2 separate regions of the Oryctolagus cuniculus genome follow, and region 2 is linked to region 1. A link is a contact called in public Hi-C data. All regions are on one chromosome and are shown on one strand. Each heading gives the region's core, a stretch centred on a gene start, on an enhancer-like site or on the middle of the called end of the contact. The rest is flanking DNA. Distances are from core to core; before and after follow the strand shown. Region 1 overlaps BOC (BOC cell adhesion associated, oncogene regulated). Region 2 overlaps SIDT1 (SID1 transmembrane family member 1).

Region 1 (4,233 bases), core at 809-3,308:
TCTCCTCAGTGCCAAAGAACGGCGAGATGTTAGATGTTAGGAAGAAACAGGGACAGAAAGATCCTTCCCTCAGGCAAGGCCGGCTCCCAGCCAACAGCCCGCGACCCCGTGTGGCCAGTGGTTCCCTGGCTTCGTGTGCACGGCTTCCTTGGTCCAAGCCGGCCTCTGTCCTCTTGTCCTGACAGAACATACCACAGACCTGGCTTTCCCTCGAAGTGCCCTGCTGGCCTCCTCCTGCCAGTACACCATGGTGCCGCTCGGAGGACTCCCGGGCCACCGAGCCGACGCTCAGCCCTATGGCAGTGGCCTCAGTGGACAGGCCCGTGGCGGCAGGGTCCACGTGAGCAGGGGCTGCCCCGCCGGGCCCGCGGCCTACCCCGGCACGAAGCCTCAGCAGCACTGCCCAGGGGAGCTTCAGCAGGTAACGGGCTCCCAGGGTTCAGGGAGTGGCTGGCAGCTGCGGGGCCCGAGGGGTCTCTTGGGCTGCCGCTTGGGGCGCCAGGCAGCTGCGGATCGTGATGGGACGCCCCGCCGTGACCCCTGGGTTACTCTTGCCTTTGAGCAGCAAGATGACACCAACAGCCTGCTGAGCCAGACCCTTCTTGGCACTGTGTACGACTCCCAAAGCCACCAGCTGGCCAGGTAAGCGGGCCCCGCCCCTCCCTGCCTCTCACCTGCTAGCCTCGGAGTCCCACCTCTCTGTAGCCCCTCGCCAAGCACCGAGTGCTGTTGCTTGTCTTGGTGGCCCCCGAGGCTGACCGCCATCCTCCCGCCAGGCTGTGCCCCTCAGCACTAAGTGTTGTGCTTGTGGTTAGGATCCCCTTGCCACCTGAGACCTGGCCTCCGAATCCTTCCCTCGCTGGGTGGGCCGGAGATGCCCACATACAACCAACTTGGGGCCCCTGGACACCCGCCTCCACAGCTCCCCCTGCAGAATGAAATGGCAGTGCGCCAGCAGGGTCGGTGGAACTGATGGTGTGACGCCCCGCGGCCAGGGCAGGCGTGGGGATGCCGCAGGGCGCTGGCCCACTTTGTCCCCGCCTCACCGCGCCGTCTGGTCTTTTGCAACGCAGGGGCCCCACGCCTCACCCAGACGAGGGCGCATTCTTATACACACTGCCTGATGACTCAGCTCACCAGCTGCTGCAGCCCCACCTCCAGGAACAGCCTCTTGCCACGGGCCGGTCACACGTGAGGAGTGCACCCGACGGTCCTGGGCTGGAGGCGCCGTGGGACCCTGCATTTCACTCAGGTCAGGGCCAGGGACCGGGCAGCAAAAGTGAACAGGTTGGGGATGACCTGAGGTCGGCATTCATGGCCCAGCAGTAGAGGCGAGGAGCGAGCAGTCTCTAAAGTGGGGCGTGCTGAGGGGCAATCCACTGCTCCAGTGTGGAGGGGAGCGGGGGTGGGGGAGGCTCGCCACTCCCCTGGCTGCGGAAGGTCTGTGGGCACACCAGGTGGATCCTGCAGCGCTGTAATCCGTGGCCCTCAGAGGCCAAGGAAAGGGCCACTTCCCCGTGCCAGGGATAGGAGCCTGTTTTGTGTCTGCATTTCAAGGCCATTCACAAATTCCTTTCGCCTCCCGTCACCAAGAAGCATTCTCTAATCACTTGCTCTGTTGGGTCTTGTCTCTTAATTAAGGAATAAGATTGCATCAGTCGTTAAGGAGCCAAGTTCTCACAAACAGCATCATCAGAGCTCTGTGCACGCACAGAACTTCTCCGAGGGGCTCAGGGCCTTTCCTGTCCCTCCCCCCAGCACCAACCTCTGGTCCTCTGGTCCCCTTGGAAATCCGTGGGTGCCCAGTTAGGACCGAGGCTGGTTCAGAGGATTGCTGATGTTTCTCAGTCTGTGTGGTGTGCACGTCCATTCCCGTGCAGATCCTAGGCCCGATCTCTGGGAAGTTAGATTCTGAAAGACTCCTAGAGCCAGCCCCAGCCGCACGTCAGTCTGCAGGGAGTGAATTGTGGGTGTGATGGTTATGACTAGCAGCCTGAACCCTCGGGGGCAGGCTGAGTGCTTGGGAGCCTCCACGGTCCCAGGTGGGTGGGACGAGTGTAGCCAGTGGCCCTCTCCATGAATGCCTGCACTTGGTTGTAGGTTCTCTCCCTCCCTTTGGGCCAGTATAACCAGCTGCCACCAGACAGACTGGCCCATTGCCACCATGAGTTGGTTTCCTGGTCAGTCTGGGTTTTAATAACGCTCCCACCTTCTCTCCCCCACAGGGACCCCGTGCTGTTTGGGCCTGGTACCCGTGGAAGAGGTGGACAGTCCTGACATCTGCCAAGTGGGTGGAGGAGACTGGTGTCCCCAGCACCCCACGGGGTCCTACCTAGGACAGGAACCTGGGATGCGGCGCTCCGCCAGCCCAACGGTGCATGTGTCTTTTGAAACGCCGCCTCCTACAGTTTAGGCAGAAGCTGATATCCCAGAAAGACTATGTTTTTTTTTTTTTTAAAGAGACAGAGAAAAATTGGTATTTATTTTTCTATTATAGTCATATTTATATATTTATGCACTTGTAAATAACTGTATATGTGTTTTTATAATTCTGGAGAGACATAAGGCATCCTTCCCATTGAAGCACGAGAGGGAAACGAACCTCAGCAGGACAGGAGTCACCCAGGACAGAGTAATGGCGATGGCCAGAGCACGGACTCCTTGCTGAGGACTTTTGCCGGCTGCCTGGGAGGCGGCAGGAGGCCCACAGCCCAGCGGACGAAAGGAAGACTCCTAGGCACACTGCACTTGACCGCCACGAGGGAAGAGCAAGAACCACAGTCTGGAGACAGACCCCCGAAGATGGCTGCATCTGTGCTACAGGAAACGCTTTCCTGAGACGCCAGGAGACCAGACTGCGATGTGTACAGCACCATAAGCATTAACAGACCTTCCAGCATCAGTAATCTGTGACAACATATCTCTGTAAAAACAAACACTGTAACTTCTAAATAAATATTTAGTCTTCCCTGTAACCTTCAGCTTAGTCATCTATGAGTCAGCATTTTCTTGAGACGATGGAATTCAGTCTTTGAGGATTGAAGAGAATACCCATCCATTCAGTGATGACATCTGGAGAAGTCAGCGAAAACGTTTTGCATTTTTTTGTTTTGTCTTTTCAGACGTTGTCTGTTGTGTTTTGATTAACGCGTTCTGTAGAATGGGCAAGGAACAGCAGATTCCTGGTTCTCTTGTGGGGGAGCTCTGATCAGATTGAAGGAATGAAACCAATCCTTTATATATAGGTGTGTGTATTCAATCCACATCTTTCCTCCGAGCTGCTGTTTGCCTAAGGGCCGGGCTGCACGTGAACAGGTGGTGCCCAGGCAGCTCACGCCCCTTGTTTCCAGAGATAGGCCGGCATCGCCGGGGCGGTTGACTCACTGGTTTAAAATCAACACTCACTGCTGGCCAGCTAAAGGATCAACCAGAGCTTTCTTTTATAGGCTGAAAACTAAAAACCTTTAAATGTGGAACTGGACTTGATGGCGCCGGGGGCTTGCCGCGACAGTTTTCGTATACTTTAACTGAGTTTTCAGGGCAGGGTCAGTTTTCTAGATTTCAGTGAGGTTGAGTTAGAGATGAAATGCCACTTGAGACAATCTCATTGAGGCATGCCAGGCCCTGGCTTCTAACCAGAATGAATTTGACAAAGGGATCCTAGGGCTGCTCCAGGAATTGGGTCAGACTCTGTTTAGGACAAGTGTGCCCTCTGCTGGCCAGAAGAAGAAGGGCAGCTGCTGCGCAAGACTCCTGTACCCTTTCCCTGTCAAACAGCGAAACCTGGAAAAACAATTCTCACAGAAATCCTGCAGCATTTTCAGGAAAGTAGTGTTTTAAACACTGGATGGCTTTAAGGGACATGAACATGCTAGGTAAGGAGAAGCAGAGCAGGGAAGAGAAGTGGGATATTGTGACTTCAGGCACAACCCAGCAGTGAAGGCCGACAGGTCACGTCCCCATTGGGCAAGGCTTAGGTCCTCCGTCCCCGCTTCGCTATTCCAGGGGCCCTCTGCTCAGAGCTACAGCTCGCCTTCTAGCACGCGGCCTTTTACAGATCCCCCTGTTTTTCTCCTTGATGGTCTGGTTGTCAGAATGGTTTTGCGTGAACTTAACTCAGTGGAATGTGAAGCATCTGCTTTCTGCAGAGTGCTGGAATCGCAACAGTGCTGCTTGGTTTCAGCTAAAAAGTCATGGGAAAGAAAAAGCCCTTCCGAGGCTTGTGAAGTGGGA
Region 2 (4,233 bases), core at 736-3,235, 330 kb after region 1:
CCTGGCTTCGGATCGGTACAGCACCGGCCGTGGCAGCCATTTGGGGAGTAAACCAACGGAAGGGAGACCTTTCTCTCTGTCTCTCTCTCTCACTGCCTATGACTCTACCTGTCAAATAAAAAAAAAAAATTACCCTCAATGTGTCTGAGAGTTTCTAGTTAATGATCAAGTATCACAACAATGTAATAAGCATATGGATGGAGCAGTGAAAAGGGAAGCTGATATGAGGCAAGAATAATAAATGAACGACAGGAAGACTGAATGGAAACTTAGTTGAGGGTCAGGTTCAAGCAGTAGTATTTTTTTCTGAAAGTCTAAGGGAGGGGAAGGGAACCACTGCTAAAAGTTATAGATAGGAAAGGGATTTTGAACAAGAGGACAAATGATCTGGGATTGGTACGTGGAGGGAAAGATAACTGCTTCTTTGAGTTACATAAGTTAAGGGTTTGGGTAAAACACCACTTGGGATGCCATATCCCATATCGAAGTACCTAGGTTTGAGTTCTGGCTTTGCTTCCCATTCCAACTTCCTGCTTAGTGCAACCCTGGGAGGCAGCACACGTGGCTTATGTGGTCTGTCTCTGACTCCGCATGTGAGAGACCGGATTGAGTCCCTGGCTCCTGGCTTTGACATCACCCAGCCCTGTCTGTGGGGAGAATTTGGAGGGTGGGGAGTAAACGAATGGGTGAATACTCTGTCCTCTGTCTCTCTCCCACCATGTGTGTATGTTTGTCTCTCAATTAAGTTGTTTTTTTTTTTGTTTTTTGTTTTTTGTTTTTTGTTTTTTTAGTAAGAATAAAGCATTGTACCTCAATAGTAGAGATAAGGGCTGTAAACAATAATGAAATCTCAGAAAAATAAAATAGCTTTTTTTTTTTTTTTTTTTTTTTTTTTTTTATTTTTGACAGGCAGAGTGGACAGAGAGAGAGACAGAGAGAGAAAGGTCTTCCTTTGCCGTTGGTTCACCCTCCAATGGCCGCCGCTGCAGCCGGCGCACCGCGCTGATCCGATGGCAGGAGCCAGGATCCAGGTGCTTTTCCTGGTCTCCCATGGGGTGCAGGGCCCAAGCACCTGGGCCATCCTCCACTGCACTCCCTGGCCATAGCAGAGAGCTGGCCTGGAAGAGGGGCAACCGGGACAGAATCCGGCGCCCTAACCGGGACTAGAACCCGGTGTGCCGGCGCCGCAAGTGGAGGATTAGCCTATTGAGCCACGGCGCCGGCCAGAAAAATAAAATAGCTTTTTAAAAGCAAGGGGCAAACTGGAAGGGAAAAGAACGTCGCTTAACCTCATGAAAAGTCCTGGGCAGTAGTGCTGGTGGCACAAATGATGGATAGAGCCTACAAAATGTCATTTTAGTGCGAACTATAAAATGCACTGGGAAAAGGGAACTAGACCAAAGGAGGAGGGACAAGCTTTGATGCGGATTTATGGGTTTGATTTTGTTCATTTTCAGGCAGACCGAAAGCAAAAAGAAAGAGCCCCTTGGGGTCCACTGGGCTGGCATTGACGACAACTGCAGGCAGTGTTTGAAAATACCATTATTTCCACGCAGGGGGAAGCTTCCATTGTGTTAGCCGGCCTGGCCTGTCATACCAGAGGAGAAACGTAACCGTCCTCACAGATAAAAGGAGACAGGCACAGAAATAACAGATATGCTTTGAACCGGCAGCCTCCAGTTCTCACGAGAAAAATGAAAGGCCTAGTTTTCATCCCAGCAGAGAGCAGAGATCCAGGTGGTCGGAGTGAGGGTCCCTTTAATCCACTCTTGAAGAAACAGGAATCCTCTCCCTAAAGCTTGGGACCTTCAGCAACGACAGCTCCCTCTGCCAAGGGCCAGCGTGGTCGAGGTCCTGTCTGCTCTTGTAGTGGGATCTTCCTCAACTCCCACCTCCAAGGTTAGGGCACTAAATTGGCTGAACCGATCAGCAAAACAGCAAATGTTCATCAGCAGGCACTCTGCCGGGGGGTTACGTACTTTACTGTGTCCAATCCCGACTCGCCTCTCCAAAGTCAGGACCAGGACTGCTATCCCCCTGTAGCAGATGGGAAAGTGAAACTGACAGAAGTGGCTGTTTTCTAGGTGAGGCATCTGGAGCAGAAACCTGGACTAGCAGGTACAAAAGGAGTAGTCTGGGTAACGAGACCAGAGAAAGGGAAGACACATTGTGCTCCCAATGAAGATTGAATTTTTATCTGTGCATGGAACTAATGAGGCAAAACACACTGCGTGGAATTGTTGAAAGTGTTACCAAAAAGAGAAGGTTTTTGCAAATTTCAGAAGATATGTGCCTGTAACTAACCCGCAGTAACAGTGAAACCTTCTGTGTCAACCAATAAAACTACAGTTCTGAATCATTGCTGGCTGTCTGAGCTGGAACAGCTGGCTTCATACGAGGACTGTTAGGAACCAAAGTCCTTTTTATAAATTCAGTGATTGCACTTGGCAAAGGGCTGTGGTCCCCAAGGTTCCTTTTAAATTAAAATATACATACCATAAAGTGTTGGGTTACTACTTGGAGCCTGCTGGCTCAAAAACAAAATTAAAAATGGAAAGAAAGCACAGGGATGTAAGAGAGTCTCAAAAAGTTGTCAGGAGTCAAAAAGTCTCCCCAAGCTGATTGGGGCCAGCCCAACAGATGAGGCGGAATCTGCAACTCCCATCAGTGGTGAAATCATCTTTGTTCTTGGCTGCTGGGTGCAGGCCTCTTGTCATAGAAAGGAGTCATTTCTCGCAGCCAAATTTAGGAAGGACTGGCTGCCTTGCACTGGGAAATCGTATCTCTCCATCCAGGGTACAAAGACAGTGGTGATAAATGTTTTACGTTTTCCCAGAAATAAGATTAGAAAAGCAGTATGACTTGGTTTGGACCACTAACATGCTAAATGATTTTCTTCTCCTGTATCAAGCTGGGTTGGGCATATATATATATATATATATGTATATTTATGTAATGTGAATTTGCACCCCCACTCCACAAAAATGGGATTAGTCTAATTAAATCATAAATTCCCATAAAACTTCCCTGAAGCTATCAAGTTCTCCACAAGTACAGTCTGGCTGCGGCCTGTCCCTAACTTCGGATCTGAATGTGATTAAGCAATGTAAGAAAGCACCTCAGGCAACCAGATCTGCACAGCACAAACAGTGGCAGCTGCATCTTCCCATCTCCCCTAAAATCTACAGCCTATCTGATCATGTGAAAAATCAAGCATCCCATGCTGATAGTTGGCCAACCTGACATCTGAGCCTATTTAGGAAGCAGCCCAGAGGCAGCATCTTGACTCCTCACAGGAAGAAGCAGTGGCCAAAGGCACCGTTGCCATTGACATTGACCAGCTAAATCAGTTCTACTGGAAGCTAGCATTTCTGTCTCATGTGTAGGGAAGATAGGAATGAAGGGGGTCATAGAAAATAGTTACTTTACATAAAATAAGGCCGGCGCTGTGGCTCACTTGGCTAATTCTCTGCCTGCGGCACCAGCACCTCTGGTTCTAGTAACAATTGGGGCGCCAGATTCTGTCCCGGTTGCTCCTCTTCCAGTCCAGCTCTCTGCTGTGGCCCGGGAAGGCAGTGGAGGATGGCCCAAGTGCTTGGGCCCTGCACCCACATGGGAGACCAGGAGGAAGCACCTGGCTCCTGGCTTCAGATCGGCACAGCGCACCGGCCATAGTGGCCATTTGGGGGATGAACCAACGGAAAAGGAAGACCTTTCTCTCAGTCTCCTTCTCTCACTGTCTAACTCTGCCTGTCAAATAAATAAATAAATAAGCTTTGCAACTGTATGAAAGCAATTTCTGATAAAACCTCATCAGTCCTTCACAAGGGAACTCCAAAATGTTCATAGAAAAATGGAGCTTAAAAATGAAAAAAAATTTTTGAAATGTAAGCATACTTATTGAACATTTTATTTATACATTCTCCTATTGATGGGTGTTTGAATTGTTTCTAGTTTTTGGATACTGTAAAGGAAACTTCTACAAACATTCTTGAACTTTTTCCCAAGCTGCATATACTCAGTGCACAATAGAATCTCTGAGCTATTGGGTGTGTATCAACAGGTTCCGAAAGGAGTTGCACCAATTTACACTTCACATTTATTTTGCAATTCTCTGATGACTAATGATATTGAGCACCATTTTCTAGACTTCTTGGTCATTTGTGGGAAAGATTTATTTAAGTTCTTTGCCAGTTTTATTTATTTTTTTGACAGGCAGAGTGGACAGTGAGA

What was found. A called contact is a pair of places that touch in the nucleus more often than the background predicts.
Region 2: a Hi-C map of an unstated tissue shows a contact between it and region 1, with 3 times the contacts expected there. The contact joins two enhancer-like sites. A contact is called at or near these places in 3 of 6 Hi-C or Micro-C datasets (ear pinna, embryonic fibroblasts and an unstated tissue).

Annotation. Positions count from the first base shown.
Region 1 is chr4:69,314,758-69,318,990 of mOryCun1.1, forward strand. BOC (BOC cell adhesion associated, oncogene regulated) reads left to right here. Exons shown (of 19, transcript XM_008266939.4): 16 at 186-421; 17 at 566-642; 18 at 1,074-1,252; 19 at 2,226-2,975. The coding sequence ends at 2,413. Among named protein-coding and RNA genes, the nearest start is that of BOC, 77 kb to the left of the region's middle. Within about 2 kb of position 2,059, at least 2 of the 8 cell types and tissues checked have an H3K27ac peak or open chromatin away from gene starts, as enhancers often do. A contact at or near this core is called in ear pinna, where this site is marked.
Region 2 is chr4:69,647,011-69,651,243 of mOryCun1.1, forward strand. It overlaps SIDT1 (SID1 transmembrane family member 1), which reads left to right. Exons shown (of 25, transcript XM_051819041.2): 25 at 1-139. Among named protein-coding and RNA genes, the nearest start is that of USF3, 73 kb to the right of the region's middle. Within about 2 kb of position 1,986, at least 2 of the 8 cell types and tissues checked have an H3K27ac peak or open chromatin away from gene starts, as enhancers often do. A contact at or near this core is called in ear pinna, where this site is marked.